Linked DNA regions of Mus musculus: region 1 is linked to region 2. Evidence: chromatin contacts called from public HiChIP or PLAC-seq data. All regions are on one chromosome and are shown on one strand. The core of a region is the stretch at or near the end of the contact, and the rest is flanking DNA. Distances in the headings are between cores, read along the strand shown.

Evidence for each region. HiChIP or PLAC-seq counts read pairs in DNA pulled down with a chosen protein or histone mark.
Region 1: a contact with region 2 is called in an H3K27ac HiChIP or PLAC-seq map of embryonic stem cells, with 14 read pairs. The contact joins the promoter of Vstm2l here to the enhancer-like site in region 2. A contact is called at or near these places in 8 of 39 promoter capture datasets (cranial neural crest, embryonic stem cells, epiblast stem cells and 3 more), 3 of 484 Hi-C or Micro-C datasets (embryonic stem cells, forebrain and nephron progenitors) and 4 of 115 datasets of contacts at active chromatin or transcription factors (embryonic stem cells and neural tube).

What each region holds. Positions count from the first base shown.
Region 1 is chr2:157,912,089-157,916,011 of GRCm38.p6, forward strand. Vstm2l (V-set and transmembrane domain containing 2-like) reads left to right here and starts at 2,565. Exons shown (of 4, transcript NM_198627.2): 1 at 2,565-2,843. The coding sequence starts at 2,723.
Region 2 is chr2:157,844,324-157,848,192 of GRCm38.p6, forward strand. The region is part of intron 11 of Ctnnbl1 (catenin, beta like 1); the gene reads left to right. Among named protein-coding and RNA genes, the nearest start is that of Vstm2l, 68 kb to the right of the region's middle. Within about 2 kb of position 1,353, at least 10 of the 459 cell types and tissues checked have an H3K27ac peak or open chromatin away from gene starts, as enhancers often do. A contact at or near this core is called in embryonic stem cells, where this site is marked.

The DNA of each region.
Region 1 (3,923 bases), core at 1,315-3,814, 69 kb after region 2:
TGAGATGAGCTTCTTTCCCAGCTAAAGGATTTGCTCACCTTCCAAGCCTCATTTGTGTAGGGGAAATAGCAGTGATATTTGCCTCACACCATCCACATGACTGCTGGATGCTTGCTTAGTTGCCTCCAGGGACAGGAGACTTACTCTCTCCTGGAGCATTCCAGAGCTCTGTGAGTGATTAGAATGCTCTGCCCCGGTAGATTCCTGGAGACTTTCTGGGGACAGTGTGTGGGTACTCTCTGCCTCACCCAACTCAGTCGTTTCAGACTCTGTGCTTTGCATTTGGATCAGGGATGCAGACAAGAAACAATTACACAAGGAAAGCATATAGCCTGGAGAGTCACCGCATCTGGCTCTGCTACTCACGCATGCACTTTGCACAAGTGACTCCATCTCCCTGAGCTTCAGTCTCCTTGACTGTGAAAGGAGGATATTAGTCTCAGGGGTCAGGAGTGTAAATGGTGGAACCCAGTGTAGTCTGGGCCACTCCAGTGATGGGCCAGGAGTCTCAATGGCCATTACTAAAGTTGTAGGTCATTCTCTTTATCCAAACCTCAGGCAGCAATTTAGAAACTTTAATTAAAGGGGGTGGGGGTGGGAGATGGAGACATCTCAGGTTCCCCTGCCTCAGGAGTCACGGATATGAATATGGTGTGTAAACTGTACTGGTATGGGGGATACAAGTGGAGCAGGTGGGTGCAATGGGAGAGTCCTGAGATGAGAGACAGAGGACTTGGACCTTGTTCAGGAAAGCCCTCCCTGGTTCTTACCTTCCAAAGCTGTAACAAGGAGGGCTGAGTTAAGGCTGCTCAGATATATGCCTGAGAGTCTGGTCTCTACTTCCTGGACCAACACACTTTTAGCATTGCCCTGCTTTAAGCAGCAAGTTCAGCCTTTCTGAGCCTCAGTTTCCTGACAATGATAGGACAGATATAGTACCTAGAGGCTGTTCTGGAAGGACCTGAGACTTCTTGTCCCTTTGCTGTGCCCTTCCCTCCAGTCTCACTCAGTCTCTGTCTCTCTGTCTGCCCCTCTTCATATTTTGAAATGTATTTATTTACTTCCAATCTGCGTTTGAAGAGGAGAACACTCGGGTCCGATCCCCGGTTCTGCCACCACAGTGTTCTGGAAAGATCTTGGATAGGAGTTTAAAGAGCCTCTGCACAGCTGGCTGATGCTGAAGAGGAGCTGTCCGTGGTGCTGAAACTGTGCCTCTAACATGCAACACCTAGCAGGGAGGGAAACTTGAGTTGATCCTGGTGACAACAGTATACTATCCACCATAATATCTGAAAGGGGCATAGGGAGACAGAATAAAGACAGCAAGCACGGTGTGTCACTCCGCTTTTTAGATCTCTCAAACTTTAGGTACTGTGAGCCGTGCTGGAAGCTGGATCCCTGCGGTGCTGTGTGTGTGGAGCGGGGATCTGTCCACGGTGCTGAACCCTCGCATCTAATCACCCCCGAGGCGCTGTCCGCGGTTCTTAAAGGATGAAACGAAAAGGGTGCTGTCCGCAATGCTGAAACAATGCCTGCCGGCGAAGGCAGAGGAGAAATGAGGGTAGGAAGAATCCTTCCCGGGGTCCGAAACCTTGCTCCGGATCTTCTCAAGACCTCGGAGAAGGCAGCCTTATGAAATAGGCTTTTCTTTAAAATAACCCCCCAACCCTCTTTTCCTGTCACAAAAGCCTCAGTTAAAGAGTCAAGGAAGGAATCAGAATTGGACTGCCACTCTTGGGAATGAAAGAGTCTTCATGGTTTACACACACAGACACACACACACACACACACACACACACACACACACTCCATCTAGACCTTTCATCTAGGGAGAGCCTTACAGTCCAGAAGGGGGCGATCCAGTTCACTGTGTAGAACCCCAACACCTCTAAGCTAGGAGCCCCACTAACTGCTGAGTCCCAGAGACAGGAACCACAATGATAACTACATTGTGTGGGCGCCACGATGTTCCCCACTTTACCCACCTAACTCCAAAGACCCCCCCCCCCCCAACCCCCGACACACACTGCTTCTGGTGGTGGCGTCTGTCCCCATTTTTCAGACGAAGAACTCGAGGACAGGAGAAACTACGCGTGATCACACGGGGACCCCAAAGCTGCCAGATCTTAAACTAGTTCACCTATGTCTCATCCCGGGTGCGCCCCCCACCCCTATTCACCTGTCCTGCACCTCGCCTGGCCCTGGCCCCAACACTACCCAGCTGGCAAAGTTGAGCGGCCCCTCCAGCGCACGGGTCTGGTGGCAGGTCGGATGTTTATCCCCAACGATCGGATTTCGACTCCCAACACCCTAGTGTTCCGCCCTGCGGGGGGTTAGGTCCCCAGGTGGCCTTCCACCCCCGGGCCTGCCCCACCCCCGCTCCCGCGCGGGAGGCCAGTTGCGAGTACCGCTTTAAAAATCCCAGCCTGGGCAAAACTTTGATGATAAATCAAGCTGCGGATCCCTCCGCCGCCGCCGGCTCAGGGCGGGGAGCGAGGGGGAGGGCGGGTGCGCGGCGGCGCGGAGTGGCCTTCCGCGCAAGCGAAGAGTCCCGCAGTCGGAGGCGGCGGGCTGGGCGTGCGCTCGCTGCCTGCAGCCGGGGCCGGGCCGGGGCCAGCAGGAGAGGGCGGCGGCGGCGCCGGGCAGGGTACGGCGGGCGCGGGCTTTGCGGGCTGCGGAGCCCCGATGTGAGGCGGCGGCGCCCCCGGCCGGAGCGCGCAGCATGGGGGCCCCGCTGGCCGCGGCGCTGGGCGCCCTCCACTACCTGGCACTTTTCCTGCAACTCGGCGGCGCCACGCGACCCGCAGGCCATGCGCCCTGGGACAACCACGTCTCCGGACACGGTGAGTTTGCGCGCAGCCCCCACGGACTTCCCCCCACTGAACCCCACCCCGGTCGCAGCCGCTCCAACTTGGCGGTCGCGGTGCTCGAACCTGCGCCGACTGATGCTATGGCCCAGAGTTCCGGGGCGCCCTCTGCTGGGACTGGGGACCCACCCTGTCTCCTATCGGGGCCAGCTCTGCGAGAAGGGGTTCCCAAGAGCACACTCGCTCTGGCCCCAGCTCGCAGAAGACCCCCTCCACGCGCGTACACACTCACACGGATACACACACCTCTGCGACCATACAGATGTCTCCAACCGCGGACACACTCAGCCACGCTCACTGCATCCCACACTCACAACTCTGCACATCCCCTCTGAGCCTCTCCTCGCTGGTAAATATACTTGTGCCCACTACGCACACGAATCAGACACTGGCTGGTGGCTCACCCTGCCAGCTGGCACTCGGGCACACACGCTTCGCTTCGCCACAACTCTTGCCTGTCTGCCTGCAGACACGGATACACATGCACGCACGCACTTGTGCACACACTTTGCCCACCCACTTCTCTCTGCCCCGATTCCTTTCTCCTTTGTGGGTTTAACGCTGAAACTGCTCCTGCATCCTCTTCATCAGGATCCATCCCTTCCACGGCCGGGAATGGTCCTGAGGGGCGCCAGATGCTGTTGCTTAAGACCTGCTAGCCTGGGTGGCAGCTTCCTTTGCCATCCATGTGGGTGGGTGGCATCCAGGGGTAGGGACAGTCTGGGGATAAGAAGGTAGGGACGGAGAGCTGGGATACACTGGAGTAGTTGAGGTCTATTCTTTCAGCTAGAGGCCAGGAGTAAAGAGGAATGTAGGGTGTTTGTCCCTGGGGGGATCATGAACCCCTTGAATCCTACAGGACACCCCCATCTCGGGGACCCCATCTCAACCTTGCCCCTAGAGGACTGAAATGTTGAACTCCAGCATTGTGGGAGCAAGGAGAAAGCAAGTGCTGCCTGCACGAGTGTCTGAAGCGCCTTTCCTCCCCACAGGAGCCCAAGTTGGCAGCAGAGTTGGGTGGTGTGGGGCAGGCAGCTGTGGAGGCTCCCTGCCCCT
Region 2 (3,869 bases), core at 103-2,602:
CATACAAGCTGAAAAGTTCATGTGTGCAGTAAAAACTGGCTCAGAGCACACAGTAGTCTCAAATTTGCACCAAGACATCCTAGGCTGAGTTCTCTGGTATGAAGACACAAAGTACTCATAGGTATGTTCAGAGCCATAGCTGCTGTGACGTCACACACAGGACACACGTCATGCCAGACACACCTCCGACTCATTCCTTGTTTGGGTTTGATTTGGACTTGTTGGTCATTCAGAAACACAGACAGTATTGAACACGCCCCCAGTTTCATTAGTGGTGCTGCTGTGAGGATGGCTTCTCGTTCACATTCCTCTGCTTCTACTATCTCGGCAGTTAAAGTATGTACCTGACAAAGACTTCACTTGGTTTCTTGAACCTGCCAGTCTTGGAGCTGGGCTGTATGTGTGCATGTCAGTTCTGTGTGGAACATCAGACAAAAAAACCTTCCCAGAGAGTATTCAACAGGAAGTTCCAGGAGCCCACTTTTCCACAGAACCCATGCCAGAGCTTGCAAACTCAGCTCCTCTCTTCCCAAGCCTAAACAGTTAGTTGTTGGCAAGGGAACAGTGAGAAGGAGGTGTGATGACACTGGGCGTACACTGATGGACCCTGGTGCAGAATACAGAGGAGATGCCTTGCTGCTGCTTTGTGTTGAAAGCCTTGTAACCAAACACTTTCTGGATCAGTGTCCTTTCCCTCCCTCCAGTTGTCTCAGCACTCCACCCCAACCCCACCCTTGCCAGGGATAGCAGAGTGTAGGATGCCGAAACAAGGCACTGTGCTTAAGTTTTGAGTGTTGTGATCTGACTTGCTAACTGGCTTAAGCCCCTCAGGATTTACACAGGCAGCACTCTCTTGTTTGCCCCTAGGAAGACAGAGAGAGGTACACTCACAATCCTGGAGGGGGTACTTCCCTTGGGGGCCGGGGTGTTGGGGGAGGAAACAGGCTATCCTCTAAAAGGCACGGGCCTTTACCCGTGCTTTAGTAATTAGACTTTTCTCTCTTTGCCGTCTTTTTCTTCTCTTAGAGTTTGCCAGTTCCCAAGCACCTTTTAAGTTTCAGATGCAGAATTTGAGCTGAGGTCAGGTTCAAACCGTCTTCCAGCAGCAGGGCAGCTGTGGGTCTTCTGTTGGGTGTTGAGAAACAGCACAGGGTTGAGGAGAAAGATTGCTTTTACAGGCAGGCTGACCAGCAGTTCAGACCCCAGCTCTACTCGCAGGCTGTTGAGTGGCCTTGGGCAAGTTATTTCTTTTGTTTGAACTTGAAATTCCACTTGAGTCAAGCAAGACTGGTAACCTCCTCCCTTGAGGTTGTACAAAGTAATAATTGGGAATGTCCTGTATTCAGTCCCCAGCAGTGGGGTACAGTGACTAATGTTGGATTCCTTCAGAGATAGGTTCTGTGCTTACATGTGCGGTACAGACTCCTGCTTTTGTGGACATAGAACCCATTTATGATCCAATCTGTGGAAAGGTTGGATCCTAACAGGAATTATCAGGGCAGGATAGTCACTGTTAACATAATGGCCTCTAAGCCTGGGCCTCAGGAGTGAGGTTCATCCCTGCCTGGATGACATGGCCAGCTTTGTTCTGGCTTCAGGCTCCCATTCTTGACTGCCTTCACTAGGGCTGGGGCCCCGGGGCTGATTTCTAAAGAAAGATGCTCCTTCACGAGGTAAGCATTAGTTCCTCTTTGTGCCAGGCTGCTGTTCTAGATGGAAGGTGAACAAACCCACAGTGCAGCCAGCAAGACAGAAACCCGCATTTATGTCACAAGGTAAAGATGGAAGACGAGCGTGCTCACAGCTCATGGAGAAAACAGACAAAGCTTGCATTTCTATGCCAAGGTGGAAGGATGATTGAGGTCCTGTGGCTACCTGAGTCATACATTGGTAGATGCTGAGTAGTAATGTCAGGGGAAAACCACATATAGAAAAGACAGACGGGACAGACTTACAGACTCAGACAGACAGTGGTCCTTAAACCTGGCCACCATCAGCATCTTGTAGAGCCTGTATGTTCCTTACTGTCTACCCATACCACCTCTGCAAGCCCTGGAGTGTGTCTGAGGCTCTTCTGACCCCAGCCTGTAGAGGGAAATTAGAACATTACACAGAAGCCAGAGCTGTGCAGGGCCTGAGTTCACCAGGGACAAGCACAAGACCTTCCTGGCGCGGGGAAATGTTCATTTGAGTTAGCTCTTGTTGCTGTTATGTTAATAACTTTATTATTTCATACCAAAAGGACCTCCCGAATTTTCACAGATCAAAGGTATAGCATTAATTTCTGTTATCTTGGACTTTTAAGCTAATTTATGGAAAATTCCATGTTGAGTCCTGAGGGGAGGGTAGAGAACAGCTCTCTTTCCTGTGTTCCCTTTGCAGCTTTCAGTGTGTCTAGTAGCAGGTTAGCTCTTTTGTGGCATTAGGAGAATTCTCGTTCTGGAAATAGAATTTCTTTTGGTGCATTTGTAGTGTTGTCAATAGGAATATGATAGTGTTTGTTTATGATCTTGGTTAAATTTTATAGGAATGGTTTAGTATGTAATTATATCTTTATAGAAATCAAACAAACACCACCAACAACTGAAGAACAGCCAGACTGTTTTTAGGTTACCTCTGCAGTGTTGTAAGTAGCCCCCAAACAAAGAAACAACAGAAACTAGTCAGTTATTAACTGTGAACTATGGTTAATTAAAATTCAACACATAATCTCTGCTGGGATGCAGTTCCTAGCCTCACCATTTCAAGGCTGTTTATCCTTAGTCCTCATCCCTTTTGGCCTAATCCTTACCACGTCTTCTTGTTGCCTCACTTGACCTGTGAGAGCACAAGCAAGGAACCAACCGTGGGTTTAGAGGTGGTGCAGATGGACTGTTAGAAACTGAACCCAGAATTTCCTGTGTCTTCAAAATCAAAACAATATGGGTTTTGTTTGGCCTTGGTTTTTATTTTGTTTGTTTTGTTTTCAGGTACTATAATTGATTGTATTCCTTCCCTTCCCCAGCTTCTCCTGGCTCCTCCCCATCTCCTTGTCCTCCCAGCTTCATGTTTCTCTCTAGTTCTCCGAGTATCTTTCTAAATAAACAAACTAACAAAAATTGAAACAGACAAAAAAAAGTAAAGAAAATCAGTAAGACAAACATCACACACACACACACACACACCATGGAGTCTGTTTTGTGTTGGCCAACTACTCCTAGGCGTTGGCCCTGTCCTACAGTGTGGTTGATATGCCCAGTGCTACTCCATGAGAAAACAAGTTTTTCCTTCCCCAGCAGGTACCAGTTATGGCTTCTTGGTTAGGGCTGGGGATTTTTATTCAACAGAACTGATGCACATGTGAACTCAGACTGTGAAGGCCTTGTTTTTAATCGTAAACTAAAGCCCCTCGCCTATAGAGAGTTTGATTTAAACTCATTTCCTACTTAGCCTCTTGCTCTGTAGCCCTGCATAAATAGTCTCCATCTCTCAGTGGTAACTCTTTTGGCCTGTCTCACTTTGTTTGCCTCAAACCCAAGATGTATCGGCCCACCACATCTTCCCTGCCTGGGGCTTTCCAGAGCTGGTGCTCAATGCTGCTCGGCCTCCAGACTTTGCTCCTAGAAATGATTGCTCTTGTAACCTTGCTCTGTCCCTCTATTGACCCATCTTTAAAAATGGCATCAATTTACAGCTTTCAATCCTAGTTGGTTGGTGACACTTGAAGAGCTTTGACAAAATGCTTGGACCTGGCCTTCTCCAGAAGTCTTGAGCCTTGGAGCATTGGTATTTCTTAAAAGGTTTCCATTAATTATGTCTGTGTCTGTATGAGTAATAGATTCATGTCTGTGGGTGGGTCCTGTGCGTGTGCACATGAACAGAGGTCAGAA